Linked DNA regions of Mus musculus: all the other regions are linked to region 3. A link is a contact called in public HiChIP or PLAC-seq, Micro-C and promoter capture Hi-C data. All regions are on one chromosome and are shown on one strand. Each heading gives the region's core, a stretch centred on a gene start, on an enhancer-like site or on the middle of the called end of the contact. The rest is flanking DNA. Distances are from core to core; before and after follow the strand shown.

What was found. Promoter capture Hi-C pulls out the DNA fragments that hold promoters and counts their contacts. Hi-C and Micro-C count contacts between places; a contact is called where the count stands out from the background. HiChIP or PLAC-seq counts read pairs in DNA pulled down with a chosen protein or histone mark.
Region 1: a Micro-C map of embryonic stem cells shows a contact between it and region 3, with 2.7 times the contacts expected there. The contact joins the promoter of Rheb here to the promoter of Kcnh2 in region 3. A contact is called at or near these places in 2 of 484 Hi-C or Micro-C datasets (CD4 T cells and embryonic stem cells) and 3 of 115 datasets of contacts at active chromatin or transcription factors (the 230-238 cell line, memory CD8 T cells and pancreatic cancer cells).
Region 2: an H3K4me3 HiChIP or PLAC-seq map of embryonic stem cells shows a contact between it and region 3, with 21 read pairs. The contact joins the enhancer-like site here to the promoter of Kcnh2 in region 3. A contact is called at or near these places in 6 of 39 promoter capture datasets (the C10 cell line, HPC-7-derived erythroid cells and embryonic stem cells), 3 of 484 Hi-C or Micro-C datasets (the G1E-ER4 cell line and embryonic stem cells), 2 of 115 datasets of contacts at active chromatin or transcription factors (T-cell acute lymphoblastic leukemia and embryonic stem cells) and 1 of 9 other capture datasets (embryonic stem cells).
Region 4: a promoter capture Hi-C map of trophoblast stem cells shows a contact between it and region 3, with 2.9 times the contacts expected there. The contact joins the enhancer-like site here to the promoter of Kcnh2 in region 3. A contact is called at or near these places in 9 of 39 promoter capture datasets (the 3T3-L1 cell line, the C10 cell line, the HPC-7 cell line and 5 more), 1 of 484 Hi-C or Micro-C datasets (embryonic stem cells) and 1 of 115 datasets of contacts at active chromatin or transcription factors (pancreatic cancer cells).

Annotation. Positions count from the first base shown.
Region 1 is chr5:24,840,699-24,846,389 of GRCm38.p6, forward strand. Rheb (Ras homolog enriched in brain) reads right to left here and starts at 1,663. Exons shown (of 8, transcript NM_053075.3): 1 at 1,487-1,663. The coding sequence starts at 1,538.
Region 2 is chr5:24,074,175-24,079,799 of GRCm38.p6, forward strand. No RefSeq gene overlaps it. Among named protein-coding and RNA genes, the nearest start is that of Klhl7, 24 kb to the right of the region's middle. Within about 2 kb of position 3,352, at least 62 of the 459 cell types and tissues checked have an H3K27ac peak or open chromatin away from gene starts, as enhancers often do.
Region 3 is chr5:24,349,681-24,354,841 of GRCm38.p6, forward strand. It overlaps Kcnh2 (potassium voltage-gated channel, subfamily H (eag-related), member 2), which reads right to left and starts at 1,924. Exons shown (of 15, transcript NM_013569.2): 1 at 1,528-1,924. The coding sequence starts at 1,603.
Region 4 is chr5:23,870,889-23,876,532 of GRCm38.p6, forward strand. It overlaps the pseudogene Gm9534. Among named protein-coding and RNA genes, the nearest start is that of Gm42228, 21 kb to the left of the region's middle. Within about 2 kb of position 3,678, at least 62 of the 459 cell types and tissues checked have an H3K27ac peak or open chromatin away from gene starts, as enhancers often do. A contact at or near this core is called in trophoblast stem cells, where this site is marked.

The sequences.
Region 1 (5,691 bases), core at 413-2,912, 490 kb after region 3:
ACTGGTAGAATATTCTCTTGCATTGAAAACAGGTAACCCTGATACTTGTGACTTATTTATGCCTTGCATTCAAGATTACTATCTTCAATTAGTTATCTGATTAGAGGGTACTCAATCAACAGCCAAGTTACATCATGGTCTCATTCTCCAAATTTGGAGGGAATTCAGAAAACAGTATGGTGACTCAGACAACCAACACTGGTTACATCAGGAGTTCTATCTTGGTGTGAATGGATTCACCGTAATTTTGTGCCTGTTAACTCTAGGGTTGCAATTGTTAAAGCAGTCACCTACTCTTTCCTACTATGAACACCTCAGCACTGCACTATGCACGTGTCACCTTTCCACTCTAGGCACTCCCATCTGTCACACTGTCTCCGATCTTCCATTCCCTTCCTAAGGAGTTTCTCCAGTTCTTGAGGAGAGAAGGTGAAAAGTAAGCAGGCCCTGACTGATCTTGGTCAAAGAGCACAGAGCCGGGCACCAGCAGTGGAAAGCAGGGTGAGAACGCAGAATGAACCGCCTAGCAGGAGCCCATCCAGTGGGGAAGGTGTTCTACTGCCAGACTCTCCACTCCTCAGTGGTCCCTGTCAAACGCACATTTTCTGGAGACAGTTACATCTTTCAAACAGCACTAAAGATGAACGTGACAGTCCCCTGTTCCGGTCGGTCAAAAACAATAAAGCCTCACCCTGCAGCGTGGTTAAGTTCAAATGTCCTGTATCACACGATGGACTGAATACTACTGTCTGGACACCGCGTTCCCTCCCCACCCCACCCAGGACCACCTCTATTCGGCAAAAAGGTGATTACTAGGAACAACTTTAAATGTATGTCAATCGCTTGGTGGTGGTGTTAGGAAAACAAACGGGCTTTTGAATTACTTTAACAGCCTGGTTCCAAGTGCCTGGCCTTGTTTCTCCTCAAAGGGGAAAAGAAAAATAGGACACATTAGAGACGTCTTTCTCCTCTTCCCTGTGCTGGCTGCCAGATGCTACCTAGCTGGCCTGTGAGGGGTCCAGTCTAGGTTTCTTGGAGGCGGAAAACTTGGTAGCCAAACGTCTTGAAGTTTCCCTGTTTTCTTTAAAAGGCTTAACTTCTTTGCAGATGGAAAGGTCACAAGGAGAGGTTTCCTTTGTTGAAATGCCCGGGGCTTGTGGGATTGGGGAAACGGGTGGGGACAGACCGTGCTTAGAGAAGGCGGGACAGATGCGGGGATCCGACTAGGCTGCTCCGGGCCGCAAGACTCCCGGGCAGTGGCCCGCGGCTCCTACGCCGAGGGAAGGACGCGGCCGCCTCGGCCTGCCGCCCCGCCACCTGTCCGCCGCGCCTGGGGACAGGGGAAGGCGCCGCCGCCTCCACTCAAAATGGAGGTTATGAAACGCGCGCCGCCCGCCCGCCCGCCACATGGCCGCGCCGCCACAAACTTCGCAGGCGCGTCCGCGTCCTGGGGCTCAGCCCCGACATCGCCCGGGCCGCCACTCACCCACAGACCGGTAGCCCAGGATGGCGATCTTCCGGGACTTGGACTGAGGCATCTTGGTGGCCTGCTCAGCCCCGACCCAACCACATTAACCGCGGCGGCGGCGGCTCCTCCGGCTCAGACTATCGGCGGCGGCTGCGCCGGGAGAACGCGGCATACAGAGCACGGCGGCGGGCGCGGCTGCCTCTCGCTCGCTCGCTCGCTCGCTCCTTCTCTAGCTCGCTCAACCGCCCGGAACCGAACGCGCGGGCCCTCCCCCAACAACACACCCACGTGACCGCGCGCGGCCCCGTCTGCGCCGCCTCCCGCCGCCGCCTCCCAGCCCGGAACGCGCGGGGGAGCGTCGGGGAAACGTTTTACTTTAAAGGGAAAAAGCGGAGACGCCCCAAAGCCCCCGGAAAAGTCACGACCGAAACTCGCTGCGTCATGACCCTCCCACCTACTTCCGCCGCTTTTTAATTACGACAATCCTGCCCGAGCTCTGACTGGACGGCTCCCAGACTGCCGCGCGATGACGCAATGGAAACTCCGTCTTCTATTGGGGATTGGAAGGGTGGAGCCAAGGAGAGGTGCCGCTCAGCGGGGAGCTAAAAATAAATTCTGTCTGCTTTTGCTCGGCGGGGCGCCTGCGTGGTCCAAAAGCGTGGCCCTACCGGCGGGTGGGCGGGCGGGCAGGCAACTCCTCAGTGATTGGCTAATGTGGGTGCGGGGGCGGAACCAGAGGCGTGAAGCACGGTGATTGGTGAAGTGCTGAGCCGTTGGCCGACTTGCGCCTGCCGGCCCTTAAAAGGAGCGAGGCGCGTGGCCCTAGCTGACGGACTGTAGGTTGGCTGACACCTCGCTTCGCACTTGTCTATACTTCAAATTACCGTCCTGCTATGTTAGCTTTAGTCTGGGCTTAACGTGGGTGGTGACTAAGCTTTATTCGTGGCTGAGGAACTGTGGGAAGAATGAAATCTGTGCAGCTCGCAAATGTCAGAAATTCCATTAAAAGCAGCGCGAGCTGACCAGTCCTGGTGCCGACTCGGGCAACACGCCGGGTGGCACGCACCTCGCACAGACAGGCGCGCGCGTGGGAGTCCTGCAGCCAGATCAGTGCGTCTTTTCATACTGAACACTCGAGAGGTTATTTCTGGAGAAACGTGAAAGTCAGCCATTGTCAAAAACGCCGAGGAAAAGGAGGAGGCTTAGCTGTCTGGTGTGGGCGGGCCATGCCTGAAAAGGGAAGGCTGTCATATTTTCTACAACAGTCGTACAGGCAGAAAGCTCTTGTTTCCAGAGAACTAGAGGAGTTGAGATATCCTCATATTGAAGAACAGGGTGGAAAGCTAGACCCTAGGCCTAGTTCATCGAAGTCCAAACTAAAGGCTAGGCCTGGAAATAAAGGTGCCAAGAGAGAACAGCACACTTGTCCTTAATTTTTTGCCCTTCACAATAGACTTATTTTTATAGGGTCTCACGTAGTCCAGGCTGGCCTGGAATTCTTAGAGATCCACCTGTCACTGCCTCCGAGGTGCTGGGATTAAGTGCTGTTCTGCTACCTTGATCTTTCAATTCTCTTTTCTCTGTCCAAATGCTAGGATTACCGACTTCCAAACCATGTTTATTCGGTGCTTGGGATTGGACCCAAGATGAACTCAAGTTCTCAGAGAACTGAGCCATAACTGCCTTCCCCTTTGAACTATCTTAAGTATTTTAAAACAGACTCAGGTTAAACGTATATTCAGCAGATGCCCCAATCCACCAGTGTTCTTGAGCTCGTAGCACTTTAGTCCGTGGTAATGTAGCTAGCATAAGGTTACCTTGCAGTGGGGTGGGAGGTTCAGCAAGTTGCATCAACCAGTAAAACCACTTGCTACACAAACCTCACAACCTGACTTTGATCAGTGTATACCAAAGTGGAAAAAGAACTGACTCGTGGTTGTTCTTTGGCCTCTATATCCGTTCTAGTTTATGAACACATCTGCACACTATTACTGCTGCTGCTGCTGCTGCTGCTGCTACTACTACTACTATTACTACTACTACTACTAAATAGAACAGGATACAAACAACATGCTATGCATAATTGAAATCTATATTCCTGTTGGGTGTCTTTGTATCGTGTTCTGATATCTACTCAAAAATATCCCTCTTTGAGTTCTTTCAAAAAGTTTAACAATATTGCTTTAGGCTAGGAATATTAGTAATCAGAGAAGTAGTTATAAAGTTCAAAAATGTTCTAGTTGCTGACTTAAAGTTCTTAGATGTCAGATTGGAGAATTTAGAAGATTCTATTATTCCAGTGTGGATTGAATTCACTTTCAACGATGGTTCAGGGGCCTGGAGAGATGTCGCAGTGGTTAAGAGCACATACTGCTCTTGCAGAGGACAGACTTTGGTTTCCAGCACCCACATAATGGCTGATAACCAGCTATACCTCCCGTTCCAGGGGATATGAACCCACTTCCGGCCTCTGTGGGTACTACATGGCACATGGTACACAGACACATGCATGCAGGGAAGATAGATGGCTCAGATTATATAGAAGAATAGATATCAAAAGTATGCACCCATAGAAATACCTAAATATAACCAGACAGGAGCATCAGAAGAAATGCTCTTTCTGTCTACTCCAAAGTGGTACAACCAGCTGAGAAAGCTCTTTAACCTTTTAAAGCAGCTGGAAGAGTGGCTCTCTCCAATGAGCATCCCAATGTTCTGCTAGCACAATCTCAGTATGCTGCCTTTTTTCTCCATGTTCTTTTACATTGTTCCTTTTCTATGTGCCCTAAAACTCTGAAGTCTTCCATTTAAATCTCTAGATAGAGAACATAATTAGTTCAGTTAATGACCATTGTCCCTTGAGGAGCTTATGCTAAACATGTGACTCAAGCAGATAGGTCTTTGCTGGCATCCATTTCTGGGGTTTGTGGCTATTATTTAAAACAACCAGCCTTATACTGTAATATTTTTATTGGCTTTTTGTGAACATTTGCAAAGTACAAGACTTATAGTTGTGACACAGTTTTGTTTGTTTGTTTGTTTATGTGTGTTGTATTTGTGTGTGTACATAACATGGTATATTTAGAAGCTAGAGGACAACTTTTGGGAGTCTCTTTTTTTTTTTCCTTCCACCATCTGGGTCCTGAGAATCAAACTCAAGTTAACAGGCTTAGCACAAATTCTGCTACTCCCTTGAGCCAACTCACCAGCCTACAATGTAGTTTTTTGACTTCTTGAGACACCTCCCCACCCCACATTACTGGATCAGGGGAAGACAAAACTCTTTGTTTACTAAAAAAAAAAATATTGTGAAATTATTTCTCATGGGAAATCTTGGCCTTAGTTGAGTTTTATTGTGTCTAAGAGTTTTATTGTTTTCTTTTAAATATTTGATGAGAAAAGGTTAACTAGATTCATCTTAATTTTGCAAAAGTCAAATCTGACTATCTTGTTATGTCTCCGAGGTGTCTGTCTTAGGGTTTCATTGCTGTGAAGGAGCAGCATGACCAAGGTAACTGTCATAAAGGACAACATTTAATTGAGGCTGGCTTAGAATTTCAGAGGTTCAGTCCATTATCATTGTGGTGGGAAGCATGGCAGCATGCAGGCATACATGATGCTGGAAAAGAAGCTGGGAGTTCTACATCTTGATCCAATCTTCAGACAGCCAGGAGGAAGCTCTGGATCATACTAGCCTAGCTTGAGCATACACATGAGACATCAAAGCCCAGCCCTACAGTGACACACTGTCTCTAACAGGGCTACACCCCCTCCAATAAGGCCACACTTCCTAATAGTGCCATTTCCCATGGGCCAAGCATATTCAAATCACCACAGTGTCCAAAATCAAACAGTGCAGATCTGGGAAAGCATTCCACTCCAGTCTATTGTGTGGACAAAATGTTGAAATCAGAGGACAGAGAGGGGTCTCCTCAACAGAAAAATGGTCCTGTCTTTAGCATTTCAGGATGAGTGTCATCTTGGGGAAAACTTTCATTGGGAAGAAAATCTAGCCCTCTTTTACCAATGGCTCAACCTTGAAACATGGAAGTTATGGGATGCTCCTAAAGAAGGGAAAGTGAAGGGGGCCAGTTCCAAATCCTCAGAGGAAGGCACATGTGCCAGAGAATACTGCCTGACCAAGGAACCACAAGGGCAGGTGTAGGCTGTGCAGTCAGGGTTAACTATTCTCGTTTCATCATGGTTTGACCTGTGTCCCCCAA
Region 2 (5,625 bases), core at 2,102-4,601, 270 kb before region 3:
TAACAAGCTGTAGATGCTGTCTTAGTTGAACTGGAACAGGGCCTGATATTCTACATGTCTAACAAGCAAATGATGTCAACCATATGTATGTTGAACTACAAATTGCATGCAAAGTTGAAAAGATATTTTCTCTGTGTGGTCAATCCTCTTCTTTCCTTCATGGTTTCTGTGTGACAATCAATTTCTCACTTTCTTGAAACAATGTCTACTTGTGATATTTCTTCCCAGTATGTGTTTTTCTTATAGACAGACAAAGAAATAAAGATAATCTACATTTTAATAATTAAACTGTCAGGGAAAAATGTGGAAAACAGAAACAAGATTATTGGAACCCTTATTCACTATTGATGGGAGTGGTAACTAATACAGTCATTATGGTAATCAACATAGGGGTATCAAAAGAAAGATGAAACCCAGAACTTCCATAGTTATATATATATATATACATATATATATATATATATAGCTATACCATTCCTCAGCGTATAAACAATGGTCTCTATATCCTACAGTAGAGATGCTTGCTCATCCATGCCCATTGCTGCTCTACTTACAAGAGCAAGAAAATGGAACCAGTGTAGATGTCCATCGACATAGGGATGGACAAAGAAATTGTGATTCATTTTTTAAAATGGAAATTTTGTTAAGCTACAAAGATGAAATCATTTAATTTGCTGGATCTGGAAATTATAATGTTAAGCAAGATGACCTAAATTCAGAAAGAAAAAAAGCACATGCTATGTCTCATATGTGGATACTAGATGGTAAAGCATGCACGTGTGTGCACATGTGCAAATACACACATGCACACGCACATACACACGCACACACATATATGTGAGTGCACCACACTTATATATAAATGGGTCCAAGTGTGGGAAAAGCAAAAAAAAAAAAAAAAAAAAAAAAAAACTATAAAAGAGTCTAAGAAATGGTAAAATAGAGATTGAGGAAGAGTGGGAGTAGACAAAGGGACATGTAAAAGAGGAAAAGAACTTAGGAGAAGCAGTGATGTCCGGAGCCAAGGAGAATCATTCAAACACATTGTTCCAAATGCCATCATGATGTCTAATACTTGATAGGCTCATTTACGAGAGAGAGTCTTGAGTGCGCCCTGGCTCGCCAGCAAGAACAACGCTGCAACAGGATCCTTCTGCACATGTTTATTGGGAGAGCTTGATTGCAGAGGCGAAGAGACCCCAAGCCCAGAACTGGTGCTGCTTATATAGGCCTAGGAAAGGCGAGTCTCACACCCGGATTGGTTATGCATGGGTTATGCTTACCACCTCATTTGCATGTCTCACATCTGATTGGTTAACTTGTCTCTCATCTGATTGGTTAATTCTCAAAACCTCATCTTGGCAAAAAAAACTTTACTGCCTATGTATGCGTGGTGGCCAGCGGTAGCCAGCACCACCCTGCAACAGCACAAGTGGCTTCCCACAAGAGAGAGAGAGAGAGAGAGAGAGAGAGAGAGAGAGAGAGAGAGAGAGCGAGAGCGCTACTCAAGCCTGCAGATCAGCCAGCACTGAACAGCTCCCTGCACCCAGCGCAGCTGAGAAACCACAGCCAGCATGGGTAACACAGCCAGAAGCTGGAACCAATGTAACCCAAGGGACTGCGATCCAGATCTAACAGGCATCTGGGGTTCCCTCATTAGCAGTCGGCTCTAGTTGCTCCATTTGACACTGACTGGCCTCCAAGATTCTAGTACAAGCTTGGATGTACCCAGAACAAGTTAGCTCTAGAGACATGAAGGGGAATAACTCGTTCTATCATCAGGGCTGCTCTGCCAAAGGATTTCAACCAAAGAGGGAATATGAACTTTAAGAAAAGGTTGGCCAGAGAGATGGCTCAGCTGCCAATTTATATACATGGCAACTTGAGTTTGATCCCCAGAACACACAGAATTTATTCCTGCAAGTTGCCTGCTGGCCTCTATATGTGAGCTATGCCATCACATATGTGTGATGGTGTGATGTGAGCACACACACACACACACACACACACACACACACACTAAAGGAAGGAAGGAAGTCAGAAAGGAAAAGGTAAAAAATGAAATTCTTAAGATTTTTGGCAGTCTTGTCTGGCACACTTTTCAATGTTTTACTTGAAATATTTTACAACTTGGTTAAATTTTAATGAACTAATAATATTACAAATGATTCTTCTGTGTAGAAATACAAATTGCCAGTGGAATGCAATTGATTATTGTCTTTTGAAAAGATGTATTTTGCACCTATTTATAAATTCATTTCAACATGTCTTTCTCTCTCTTTCATAAAATTCTAATGAATCACTATTTTTTCACTAATTAGTTAAATAAAATCTTCCACATTGATTTTATACTTACATAAGAAGTCATATGGTTATAATAATCCTTTTTAAATTACTCTTTAGTTAGACATGCAATTAATTGGAAAGAAATTTCTGTCTTAATTCCTAACTGCAAACATCGTTAAGAGAAAAATCTGTTGTTCTTCATTCTTACATTCTTATACTTACATTTTTATGCGTAACTTTTTCCTTTTCATTAACCTTAGGAACTTAATAAGGAAGTCACAGCTGGGTGTGGTGACCCATGTCTTTGATCCCGGCACTCAGGAGGCAGAGGAAGGCAGAGCTCTGTGTTTGAGGCCAGCCTGGTGTACAGAGCAAGTTCCAGTACAGCCGGGGCTACGCAGAGAAACCCCGTCTGAGAAAACCAGTCAAACAAACAAACAAATAACCCACAGTCACTTCATTATTAACTGTCAAAACCTTGCGTGGGAACTCCTTTAATCTGGTCCCACGGCCCTTTCAGCGCTCACCCTCAAGCACATATCAAGAATCCCTGTTTTCTAGGATTTCAATCCTTCAGGGGACAAGAAGTTTGCCTTACCACATGAGGTCCTGAGTTTGATTCTCAGAACCTACTTAAGGGTGTGTGTATCTGCAGTCCAAGTGCTTCTCCTGTGAGTCAGGAGGTGGAAAAGGAAAACTCCTAGCAGCTCAGGGGGCAGCTAGGCTGGTGGACATAGCACCAAACAACAAGAGATTCTTCTCCAACAAGGTGGAAGGGGAGGCCTGATAACCTGAGGTTGTCCTTTGTCCTCTGACCTCTACATACAAATTGGCAGGTTAGGGGCGGGGGTGGGGGTGGGGGCGCTGTACTTGTAACCCCACCCCCACCCCCATTGTTGTTGTTGTTGTCGTCGTCGTCGTTGTCCAGGCATGGGGTCCTTGTTTTCCAGTAGTAGAAAGCAAAGGCTATTTTACAACGCATTATTTTTCCCCTGTCTCCTGTCTTGAAAATTGCTGTTATCTAAGGCGTAAAGCTCCTTCTAGTGGAGACAAGCCGCACAGCCTTGGGGCTGGGTGTGAGCACCAGAAGCCAGGGCCTCTGGACAAATCCTGGAGCTGGAAACGGTCTCTTGAAAGGCTGAGCTACGATGATTTTCCCAAGCATGTTAAATATCAGTGCCCTACATTTCACGTAATCTGAGGTTTCACTCGCCTCTACGACTTTAATATGCTTATTGTTTAAACAAAAGGCGTTCTCCGCCAGCGAAATGAAAGGGGAAAGAGAGAGGGGGACAAGGGAGGGAGGGAGGGAGGGAGGGAGGGAGGGAGGGAGGGAGGGAGGGAGGGAGGGAGGGAGGGAGGGAGGGAGGGAGGGAGGGAGGAGAGGAAAGAAAGGAGGGAGGGAAGAAAGGAGGGAGAGGGAGAGCGCGAGAGAACAGAGGGCAGGGACTATAACAGGTAGGGACTGAGGGATGCTGGGAGAACCTGGAGAGACCAGGTCCGTTTTAGCAAATAGTTTTAGTTAAATAGGCACCTTAACAGAGAGAGAGAGAGAGATCGAGTTTGGGGAGAACTATAAACACAGTTTGTTTGAATTCCAATTCGTTTCCTTACTCCTGTGTATGTTTTTGTATAAACAGAAAGGGGAAAGGTCAGAACACAGATGAGACACAGCGTGGGAACAAGGTACAGACCATAAGCAAATAATCTCTAGTCCTCTGGGTTTGAACTAGATTTTTGGTTTTATGTGATACATAAAATATTAATTTTAACTTCCCATTTGGCAGTGACAGAGATGTCTGTGGTCTCTAAGGACACTGGAATCGTTATTACAGTCCCCAGGGCTTTCTCTAAAGCAAGAGGCAAAATTTTCCCACTGTGAGCTTTTCCTTCTGATGGAAATCAGGTATCACTAGATTCTAAAATTGTTTTTTGTTTTGTTTTGTTTTGTTTTTTCCCCTTCTCCTTAGCTGCAGTTTTTGTAGACACAAGATTGCATCCCGTGCTACCCAGGGAACTAAAAAATAAAAATTAAATTTAAATTAAAAACAAAAAAAAATGATGACTAGTACTGGATCTTTGGATCTGCAGGTTCTGATTAGCATGAACACAGAGTCATCTGAGTTAGAGGGCTCAGGCATCCTCCCAGTTCTCCTGTAAGACAGACAGAGGGCACCAAAGAGGGATTCCTCTCATGGTGGTCACTGGCCTGAGTGTAGAACTTACATGATCTCTAAAATCCCTAGACTGTTTCTCAAACAGGCGCAAATACCTAAGATAGTGCTCTCTTTTACATGTGCACAGACACATGCATGTGAACGTACACACATATGCACAGACAGTAGGTATGCTATAACTATTATGTTATAATCAGACAATGCCCAGATTATCAATACAAATATACTTACTATTCATATGTACTTTATGAGACTTAGGTAGGCAGGCACAGTGCTAACTTAGCAACTGGGACGCCATTTGGCTTGAGGTACGCAGGCAAACACACCTCTCCTAGCAAAGCACTTAGCAACCTGAGAGTGGTACTTACAAGGATCCAGCCGCATGCACATCGCTCTCCAAACAAAGCAATCTGGTCATTCCTAGAGCTGCCTAGCAACCTCTTGGTATCTCCTCATTTGTGGCCAAATGCATCCTGGAACATATCTAGGAAGGAGGGGCAGTGTGCCAATCCAGCCTGCACTGGTTTGGGGTGCACACACACAAGGCAAACCATGTCCTCTGAGTGAACATCAAGAGAAATTCATCTACTTACTATCTTATGCCTTTGCAGGACTCCATATGCATATGGTTAAAATCAGATGCATCACGGCAAAGAACTTTACACAGTGAACAACAGATTATATACCCATGCCTGTCAATCAAAACGGAAAACTACCCACACTCCATCTCCCATTTCTTGGGGATTCACAAAGGGAAACCCCTAGCAATAAGCAGGTGTTCTTGGGCGCCCTAGCTCAGGGAGCTGAGGGCTTCCCACCCCAGCTTTGTCTTACCATCCATTGCTGCTCTGTTTATGTGCACTCCTTCAATACTTTGAACAAGACAGCAAGCCCATGGGAACATTCAGTCCAGACAAACACCACTGCCCATAACTGAGAATTTTTTACTTCAGCCTTGAAGAATGGCTTCCTCCTCCCTTGTCTGAAGCAAGCAGCCACCAATGTCAAGTGAGTCTCGAACAATGGTGTGCTCTAGTCATTGCTTCTCATTAAAGAGTTCATGCTGTCTCTAAAGAGAGGAAATTGTTCTTCCAAAAGGCTGAGTGGCCTGAAGATGAGGATGTTGATGGTCCAGAGACAAATGGTCTTAGGTCCATTTTTT
Region 3 (5,161 bases), core at 674-3,173:
CTACAGCAGGGCTCCCTGCAGCAAGGCCAGCCTACCAGGTTCCAGCCTCCCAACTTCTGCCCTCCAAGAAGTTACTTTTGAGCGTTGGGTCATCTTTAGGTCAGTTCCCAAGGCCTTTTGGAACTCCCAAGCAAGCATCAACCCCAGGTCCGAGTTTCTTGTCCTATGAAAAGGCCTTCTAACTCTGTCTCCACTCCTACTGAGCCTAAGGTGTCCAGAGTACCCACCACCCACAGGAGAAAAGTGAGCCCCCCCCCCCCAGACTAGGAGAAGAGAACAAAGTTCCTTTGAAGGCAAGTCCCACTCTACCCCACCACTTGACTGAAGGCCTAAAATACAGATCCTGGCGAGACCTCACAAGCCCTGTAGTTTATCACCTTGTTCACAAATGTGGAAACTGAGGCTTTGAGTAGGAAGAGTCACTCAAGGTCATCTGGCAGTCAGTGGCAGAGGCGGGGCCAGAAGCCAAGCCTCTAGGACCCAGTCCAAGATCTTCTCAGATTCTGCCCCTGCCTACCTAACTGGTAGGAAAAGAAAGCCCGAGCAAGGGCCTGCCCCCTGCCCTTAGGCCTGCACCACCTCTTCGGGATCATCCTGTTCTCTGTCTAGGGACAATGCTGCCCATCCAACTGAGCCCTCCCTCCCAACACAGTAAAGCACACATTGTCCTGTGTGCACAGGGTCACAGGCAAGGAATGTCACCCTCCTGCTCCAGGGGCCCTTTGCAGTCACACACTCTGTGGCACATGCAGCCTTGAGGACAGGCACACCAACACCAAACATTCACCTAGCCTAGGACACATTTCTGGAAGTCTCCCTTGCCAGGTCCGAATAAGGGGAGTTGTAGTCACCCAAACCCAAAGGGGCTTGGGGTACCATCCCCAGCAGGAAAGTCCACCACACTGGAACTCCATGGCCAGCCTGTTCGCCCCAAAGCCAGCTTCAGGTGTGCAGCAGCCTCTCAGCACAGGGCCCACAATCTTGGGGACTTGCCGGAGACGCCTCTCCACGGCCCATGCAGACTCGAATTCATTAGTGACACAGGGATTTGACCATATACTTGTCACACACTCAAGAGCAGATTTGGTCACTAATCCTACACCTCTAGTTTTAGTCTGTCACATACAACACAGCCAAGACTGGAACGCGCAGTGTACTTTTAGGGACCAACAGCTTAGGTCATAAACAGTCTTAGGACAGCACACACACACAATCTCATCAACTCTGGACATTTAGAGTTGGAAACACCTACACATCTCATCCCACCTCCCTTTCCTGCACATTCCTGGTGTCATACTCACTCTCCGACCCCTAGCTGCAACACTAGGCCCCTTGGTCCTATGCCAGTGGTCCCTGGCACCAAGCCTTGTCCCCTTGGCTCCTGGCGTAAGTCTCAGGGCCCACCAGCCCCTACTGACTCACATTTTTGCACTGCACACGGCCCGGGCACGCCCCCCCAGCCACACTCAGCAGAACTGGACCCACCCCCCCAGACCCCCTCCCCGCCTTGCCCCCTCCCCCACTCACTCTGGCCCTCAAACTTGCGGATGATGGTGTCGAGGAAGGTGTTCTGCGGCGCGACGTGGCCCCTCCGCACCGGCATCCTGAGCCCATGGGCGGGCCGGGCGGGCCCCCACCCACCCTGGCCCGGCCCGGCCCAGCACTAGGCTTCGGGTGGCCTGGCCGGGCCGTGGTCTCCGCACCCCGCGGCCAAGCTGAGTGCGGGCGGGGCCGGAACTGGACCGAGGGCGCGGGATTCCCGCTCTGCTTAGTGGCTGCCGGCTCCGGACCCTGGGCCGGGCCTGAAGCTGCTGGAGCTGCGGCGCCGGCACACCTGTCTGTCGACCCGGGCTGGTGGTGCCACGGGCCCGGCTGCACCTCGTCCCCGCGCCGCGCTCCGCCCGCTCCAGCGCCGGGCTCCCGGCTCACGCCTGCCCGCCGCCGCCGCGCCGACAGCCGCTCCAGCGCCCGCGGCTCGGGCAGCGCCTGCGGCTTGGTCCGGCGGCTGAAGGGTTAATGCGGCGCGCGCCCCTCCGGCTCCGGCCCCCGCCTCCCGGCCCCCTCCTGTCGCCGCGCGCCGGCAGCACCGCCCTCTCCCCGCCACCCCGAGCGCCCGCCCTTCTTATTGGCTGAGCCGCGCCGAGCGCTCCCGGAGTCCCAACCCCTCGCTCCGCTACCGCGCCCCCGGGACTCGCGCTCCGCCGAGAGGGGGAAGGGACCTTTAAGTAGGGGAACGGTGAGGACAGGTGCGATGGTCGGTTTGGAGGTGACCAGGGAGAAGGGCATATCGCCCCCTCCCAGACTCAGGACTGAGAAACCCGATTTGATGGGGACAGGACCAACCCTTTATCTCCTGCTTCCCTGCTGCGCCTAGGGCAGGCTGAGTACCCACAGCTCGATGTCGGAATGTGCTGTGGGTGACGGGGTTGAGTGAGGCCTAGGCTCTGAGATGAGCCGCCCTAGGACCAGGGGACAGCCAGAAAATGGGAAGAACAGGGAATGTGGAAGCTGTAAAATTTTGAGACAAGGGTGGGTGAGCCGTAAGAGAGGCACGCCTCCCCTGTCTCCAGGGAGTTATAACCTCTCGGTGGTTATTCGAATCTCTCCATGGATGACACGTACAAAGAGACCGACAGCAGTTGCGGCCTTTTAGCTGTAAGAGCAAAGCGAGGCCCTTCCTTGAGTGCGAGGTCCCAGCCAGGGGATCCCCGTGAGCTAGAGGCCTTCCCTCCCTCTGCTGAAGGAACCTCATAGGCCCAATAGGAGGGCTTGGGGCCCCCCGAGGCGGCCCGGGCGGCCCAGCCCCCTCGGAAAACCCTGGCCTTGCCTTGGGCCCCTCCCCCTGCCAGCTGGCTCGCTCCAGCAGCAGCTCCCTTATTTAGGCAAAGAGGTCTGAGGATGCTCAAGGGCAGGCAGGGTGTCCACCAGCCGCCTGCCCACTGCCTGCCCACCGCCTGTTGGGGCCTGAGTAGGGGGCTTCGGGCGGCTGAGGTGTCCTTGATTTGAGCAGCTCAGCGACGCCTGGGGCAGGGCAAGGCCGAGAGGCGAGTGTTGACAGCTGAGCAGGCCTGCTGTGGGGAGGAGCCAGGCAGCTGGAGTTGAGGCGGCCTTGAATCCCCTCCCCTGCCTGCAACCCGGATCAGAGGCCTGTCTAGATGGATGGGGCCATGTGGGGGTTCCTGAGGGCTTGCAGCTGCCTCTGTCCTTGCAGCAAGGGGCTGGGTCTTGTCACCAGCGGGAACCTTCATTGGATGGGGGAGAGGGGGCGACGGACGGCGCAAGAAAGGTCGCCATGAGACCACGCCAGCCAGACTCTTACCTTACTCTTACTCCAGGAGCAAAATCCTGAAAACACTAAGGCCAAACAGGGCCCCTGGCCAGGAGGTGACACTCTTTTTTATTTGCTAGTGGGTGGGCAGTGACTCAGGGAGGCAGCCGGTGGGAGAGAAGGAGGTGGCTCCACCAGCTGATGCTAAAAAAGTCCAGAGACTCCTGCCTGCACAGTCATCCCTCAGACCCTTTCCACCAACAGCGTCTTCCTCATACACACAGGATGCCCAACTTGTAACTTAGCCTGAGAGGCCTCAGCGCCTCTGGGCTCATGGCTGCTCTGGCCCCGGAACACCCGGCCTGTGTGAGTGAAGAGTCCTCCTTTCTAAGCCTGGGGACTGAAAGTGAGAAAAAGTGAGAGTGGGCACGGAGAGCAAGATCCAAAGGAAGAAACCTCTATGGCCTCCTTCTAGACCGAGGCTTCAGGAAAGATTGGTCCCAAAAGGAGGGGACTCCTCGTCTGACTGGCCAGCAGTCCTTACCACTGGGAGCCACTTGCTGAGGAAGTCTTTTGGTCTTACTATCCCAGAGGGAAAACACAAGGTCACCGAGGCCCATTATCTGCCAGTAAAAGGAGAAACCAGATACACAGTAACTCTCCTAAGAGCTGCTTGCTTGCTAAAGAAAGCTCTCTCTCTCCTCTCTCCTACACACACACACACACACACACACACACACACACACACACACACCACTACCACCAGCAGCAGCAACAAGCAACACTTAGAGAAAGGTGTGTGTCAAAGCCAATGGCAGATTCTTACTTCTTAGGAAGCTCAGAGGGTTCCTGAAGGCTGGCTTGCAGACAAGCTCTCCTCAAGGCATTTCTGGGGTTCTGGTACCAGGCATTAAGAGACCACCTTATATAGAAGACCCTCTGGTCTATCTTGTCCCAACCTCCCAATTCCAGGTGCAGACAAACCTAATCTCCAGAGCAACCACACTCTGCCCCACCCCCACAGCAGGCCCCAAGGGTCATCCCACAGCAGAGCTCTCCCCCACCCTGCCTGTGATGGAGGGAAGGGAGAGGCTGCCTGAGCTCCCAGAAAGAGATGTTTAGGGAGAAAAGTCTGCGGAGGACCTCCTACCCACCCTGCTCTGCTCCTGCTCAGCCTGGGGAGAAGAGGACCTCCACGAGAAGGAAAGAAATGGAAGCTACCCTTGCTGGAGTCCCCAGAGGACCAGGCCAGCAGAGATACACAGCTAAAACCAGACCCAGGAGAGTCAGTGACACAAACAGACGGGAACTGACAGACAGTTGATGGAGGATGGATGCTTTGGAAACCCCAGGGGAGGAAGAACAACAGCATTCCCCCATTTCAACAGCAAATGAATTTTGGAAATTATAGGGAACTTTTTCTGTAAAACTGGGTTTTCAGAATAGTGGTGGTTTTGGATATGAACTGGAGTTAGAGGAGACAAGCAAGGGGCAATCTGCCCCCCACTCCTCACCCCAGGAACAGGTACTTAGGACCTATTGAGAGGAAGAAAAGTGAGAGGGAGGAGAAGGAGGGAGGTTAACCAACAGAGGATGGGGGCACTTCAAGCCTATATCACGAAGCCAGACACCCTGGCTCTGTTATGCTCCAGCCCATTCCAAGGTCTTTTCCTACTGACCTGATACTTACCCTTAAAGGCATACTCTCCTGACTCCTTGGCACAGAACGTGGGTAAAGTCTCCTGCTGTTCAGGAGACTGGCTTCCCATTCTACTGCTACCAGCCATTCCAATGAATGTTTCCTGGGGACCTTCCATATTCTATGCCTTGTACCAGATGCTGGGGGGCGGGGGACAAGAGGGCTAAGCCAGTCTCCCTCCTCCAGGGCTTCAC
Region 4 (5,644 bases), core at 2,428-4,927, 480 kb before region 3:
CCAGGGTTTTGTTAATTGGTCATCATCACCATTGATCTATGGTGACATTTTAGGGCTGTCAGGCATCAAAGGACGGAAGTTTAGTTATTTTCATTTTAATAAACACCCCAACAAAAACAGGTATGTTCTTACTGCTAGGTATGAAAGGCATGATGTGATACCCAAGGGCAGTTAACAGCTGTGCAGGGAAGAGGAGACTCATGGTTATTCACCCCACCCACATCTCTGGGTGAAGGGGTACTCTGACCTCTTCCCCATGTCCTTACCATCTCTTGTCTAACCTCATCCCTGTTCTACAGAGAAGGGTTCAGTGGAAATACAGTGTAAGACCCTGACCCTCAGTCAGTGATACTTACTTCAAGATGCCCCTGAGTGAGACACTGACACAGATCTATGCAAAAGCAAGAGGTTTATTTTCAGGAGTGTTGGGGTCAGCCCTCAATCAGTCCCTTGAGGAGAGTGATGAGAAGGCCACCCCGAATGGCTATTACAGGCAGGTTTTATACTTTCTAGGGGCACAGGTTACATCAGCAAGGTTACAGTTCAAACTTATTGACTAAGCATATTGACCTTTAAATCTATTGGCTAGCAAGCGTGACACACATTTGAACTCTACCTGGGACTTTCCAGAGGGTCAGGTGACTATCAGTCAGCACATTCTGAGATTTTTTTACTCAGGAATGTTCTTATGGGTGGAGAATGGAACTTGGCCCAGCCTAGACCCCAGGTGGGAGGGGGAAAGCTATAAGGAGGGTGTGGGACTGGAAAAAGCCCCTAGGGTTCCCCAACAGTGTTCCTGTAGATGGTGTCTACAGCACAAACCTTCCTGACATTCCAGGAAATAACTGTGGTGCCTCCATTTCCCCAAATCTTAAAGCTTTTATTCTTCAAGCCTGTCTTCACACATAACATAATTTTTTGTTGTTGTTGTTGTTGTTTTGTTTTTGTTTTTGTTTTATGAATGGTGCTGAAAATATATACAGTAGTTCAGTGGGGAGACCAATGCTTCTAAGATCACTTATCAACACCACAGGCTCTAGAACCCCATACCCCATGTGACCCACCAAGATCACACCTGAGAAGAGCAAGATAATAGAGATGTAAGACTCAGGCTGCTCAGGATCCTGTTGGCCATCAAACAGGACTGTACTTGGGTTAGTTTAGGTTCCTTCCAAAGGTAATAAACATGTGCCTGGTCATCTTTTAGCAACTCATGGTTTGAAGGGGAGTTCTTGTTTAATGGGAGGAAAAAGGTAGCCGCATCAAAAGGAGAGCAAAACCACAAAACACATAGAGTGTCAGTTTCCCTACGTGGAGCCAACTGGCAGTGATTCCTCTGGTGACCAAGCCATAATGCTTCCAAAGCCAGATAAAGGGAATTGTTCCCACTAGGCCACACAGCTGAAAGGGCTGGAGGATGCTAAGCAAGGAGTTTCCAATGCCCTGGGTGTCAGCATATACCATGGCAATGCAGTCAAACCCCAGAACTGTCACGTAGAGGAAAGCCAGACCTTACCAGCTAGGACAACAGTCTGTCGGCAGTACGCTTCCCATCCCTCCCAGTGTGTGTAGAGCAGTCTATGTGTGTCTTACAGGCAGTGGAGAAACCCTTTGGTTGTGGCCTGCTGTTCTTCAAGGCTGGAATTGTGTCCCTTTGGTCTTTCCAGGGTTCTGGATTTGTGGATGAATCTATTCATAGCTTTCCCAAACTCTGTTTCACCTAAAATAAAATCCAGATAAGCTTCAACCATATCCCTCGGTTGTTCATGGTAGACTCCTCTGCTTCCATGTTGAATGGTTTGTGTGTGTACCTCTATCTTTCCTTCCTCAGGGATCTGGGATTTGCTACAGTTCTGGAATGTCAGTGGTATTGTAAGACCCTAGGGAACAAATCTGACTCATGAGTTCCAGGAGTTGTTGGACGAATACCCGTATCTTCCTGGCCTTCAGTGAGACAGTCCTGAGTACATGATACAGTCCCTGAAGATTTCCCACTCTCCCTACAGTCATATTCATGCCATTCCCTTTATCGACATCTCCCCCACCCTGCTCTCGTTTCCTGTCCCACTTCCCTTTCTTTTCCTCGATGTCTGGATCACATTGCAAACAGATTAATTTTCACCCTAGAATCTTGTCTTAAGATAGGCTCAGGAAAGAACCAAGCTAAGGCACAGAGGAAAGGGAAAGAGAAGGGGCTAGTTCAGAAAGCACGAAGACCAAATTGCCACTTGCTCAAAATGTGAGCTCCTGGAAATCGTCACAGGTACTTACTGGTTACTCTTTCTAAAAAACTAGATGCTTGTGGAGGTGGATTAGAAATACACAACTATTTCAGAGGTACTCAGCACAGGGAAGACAAGTCCTGCAAAGTCCTGAGGAGCCAAGTAGAGCTCTGAAGGAAGGTGAGGCACAGGGGGCAAGAGGTAGGAGCTGCTTATTATACAAATGGATGTACTGCCAGGCTACTAGAAACAAAGATGACAACCAAACAACAATGGTGGAAATACAGAGAACATTGGCTTCAGTCTTATTGTATGGGAGGGGATAAAAGCAGGCTTTGTGTACAGTACCCTACTGAAATCTCACAGTATCCTGATGAAATTAGTTCTGTAATTGTTCTTACTTTGCAGAGAGGCAGAGAATATGAAATAAAGTAACTTTGAAAGTTCACATAGGCAAAACATGGAGTGGGCATACCCTTTCTATTGAGCTACCACTTATGTATTCCTCTGTCCATTTATCATCTGAATACACACCTCTACATATTGATCTTTCATCTTGTTCATAAAGTTGATCTAGTGTTTTGTTGTTGTTGTTTGTTTTTTTTTTTTTTTTGGGCTTTTCAAGACAGGGTTTCTCTGTATAGCCCTGGCTATCCTGGAACTCACTTTGTAGACCAGGTTGGCCTCGAACTCAGAAATCCACCTGCCTCTGCCTCCCAAGTGCTGGGATTAAAGGTGTGCGCCACCACTGCCCGGCTAATCTAGTGGTCTTTATCTGAAAAATAAATTGAGAAAAGTGAATACTAATCATAAGCCCATAAGAAGAAACTGAATTAATCAGGGAGATGAGCAACATTGTCAATAGGTGAAGATGGCTCTTACTTGGGAATGACGTCATGTCTACTGGCAGCGTTCCCACCCCTGTTCTTCCCCATATACATAGGGAATTTATAATTTTGAAACAAATGCTGCAGGGATCCACTCTATTATCGTGACCAAAGAGTGGCCCATCCTCCTTGACACATTTGCCTCTCTTAAGTTTTTAGAGGTTTTGGGGGAGGAATTTACAAGATGGGAAGGAGTAATTCGTCTCCCAAGATGGTAGGATAGGCTATGCAGGTCCCATGGGCATGCTGCTTGCCCTTGCCCTTCTCAGATGGAGTCCCTGAAGTTTTAATAATCCATTTAACTGTACCAAGTTACCCTGCCTGCCCCCTGAAATGTGGTCAAGCCATATGAACTCAGCTGCAGCCCACTGTTTGTATGTACACTCGCAGACAGAATATTAAGATGTGGTTAGACACATGGCCTGGAAATAATAAACGAAACACCAACATAGGAAGAGTAAACAAAATGAGAGACCTCGCTGAGTTTGCATTGCCTTGGGTGTGCAGCCTCCAAAGAAGGCTTGCTGCCTCTCTAGGAAGCACCCCGCTGTGCACTGCTGGGGTTTTTACAGCCAACAGGGGAACTAGTTGATAAACCCTGTACAGAAATAGAACCTCTACAAGAAGTGAAACCAAGTTCCATCTGAGAATGAAACCACACCCAGTCACATGAGATGCCCGTGTTGTCACCTGGCTCAGGTCACAGGGGCCAATGGGCTGGTCCAGCTGCCTCACTGCTGTGTCCTTCTCTGCAAGGGGGAGGGGGAAACACTGAGACTTAGTGGACGGATGCTGCCTTTTCTGCTGACCTTGACACCGTGTGCTCCCTGGGCTTGTCCTGAGTGTCAGTGATGTGGACAGCAGGTTTGTCTGCAGACTAGCAATGGCCCTTTCAACCTGGGTGACAGCTGCAAAGGCAGCTGTAGTGGATGTGAGTGATCAGATTAGTAAAGTGAGAGAGAGAGAGTAGGTCACCTACAGTCCTTGCAGTGCTGATAACAGTGATGGTCACCGATTTGTCGCCAGCACAGTGACATGGGAAGGAAGATGGGGGGGGGTAGGAGAGGTGGGGGAAGAGGTGAATGGGAAGAATTCTTACTGTGTCAGGCGAATAGTCACCAACCTCATTCATCTCATTTAACTCTTACAATTCTAAGAAGCTAATGGTGCTTCCGTTTTACAAACTAGAAAACTGAGGCACACAGAGGGAAACTGCTTTCTCAGGATTGCAGAGGAAGAACATGATGGAGCCAAGCCTCAAAATCCAGGCCGTCTGACTCCAAAGCTTATGGCTTCTACCACCATTGAAGAAAAGATCCCCAAATTTATTTTCAAACCTGTAATAAACTTGAGCCAAAAAATTTACCCTGAAGTCCTTTAAAAGAAGTTAACAGAGAGAAGGAAAGTTTTCTTGACCCCAAGCAGAGGACACACTGAAGTCTCATGCGGCTTTTCTTATTCTGGATGATGTTGTTGAAGCTGCAGTACATCTAAATAAGAACTGTTTAGATAGAAAGCATGATAAGGGGTTCCAGTCTGCAAGGCGAGTATTTTAGACTCCTTAATAGCTTCCTTTATCTTGGCCATCAACTCACAGGCACTACAACTGCTCAAGTATAGGGTAGCCTGAAGTGTTCAGCTCTAAGTTGGCAATTAGAACACATTGCATCAGGAGCCATGCACGCTTTGTAAATGGAGGCAAAAGACAAGCTGTCAGATCATCCCACTGTCAGAGCATCCTGCTGCACTCACCGCTTTATTAGAACGCTAATTTCTACCACCACCATCAGCAATAATCAAAGGTCACGCTGGAGGGTAATATTTTGTGGAGAATGTAGGAAGTTATCACTGGCAAGAATTTAGAAATCTTTTCATTCGCTTGTCTGGGCCTAAAACGGCTCCAGAATGTCGGTAAATGAAAATCTTCCCTCCAGAACCACGGTCTACCTGTGTATTAGGGGACAGCAGAGGTGGTCATTTCTTGGGCATTCCTTCTATGCGGAACTTTAAAAAACTGGATTTCACGAAATCCTTCCTTTCCCAAAGTGAGCTGAGAGTGAGTGTGTAGATGGACACATGTGCCAGCATGCATGCCTGTGTATTTGCCCCATGCTACAGATGAGGAAAGTTGAGTTCCAAGAGGTTAAGCCCACTGCCCCAGGACATGAAGCTGGTAAAAGATATCAGGTTTCAGCTGAATTCAATTCTAGACCTGTTTGGCTCCAAATCCCTTTCTTCTACAGACTACAATATTGCTTTTCCTGTAGCCCTTAATGGCTTGTCACCTCTATTCCTCTGCCCATTGCACTGGTGAGGGTGGCACTGTCCACAGCTGATCTGTGTTGTCCCCTGTGAGGCTCACAATCCAGTCCCTGTGGATGGTGATGGTAAGAGCACTGCCAGCCAGCTTTGCCATAGCTGCTAGGGTAATCACCATTGCATAGCAGGCCGCCTACCAAGGGAGGGAAGAAGAGGCTGGAGGGAGGCCAAGAATAGACCTCTGGCCCAGGGAAGAACATGCTTATTTATCTGACT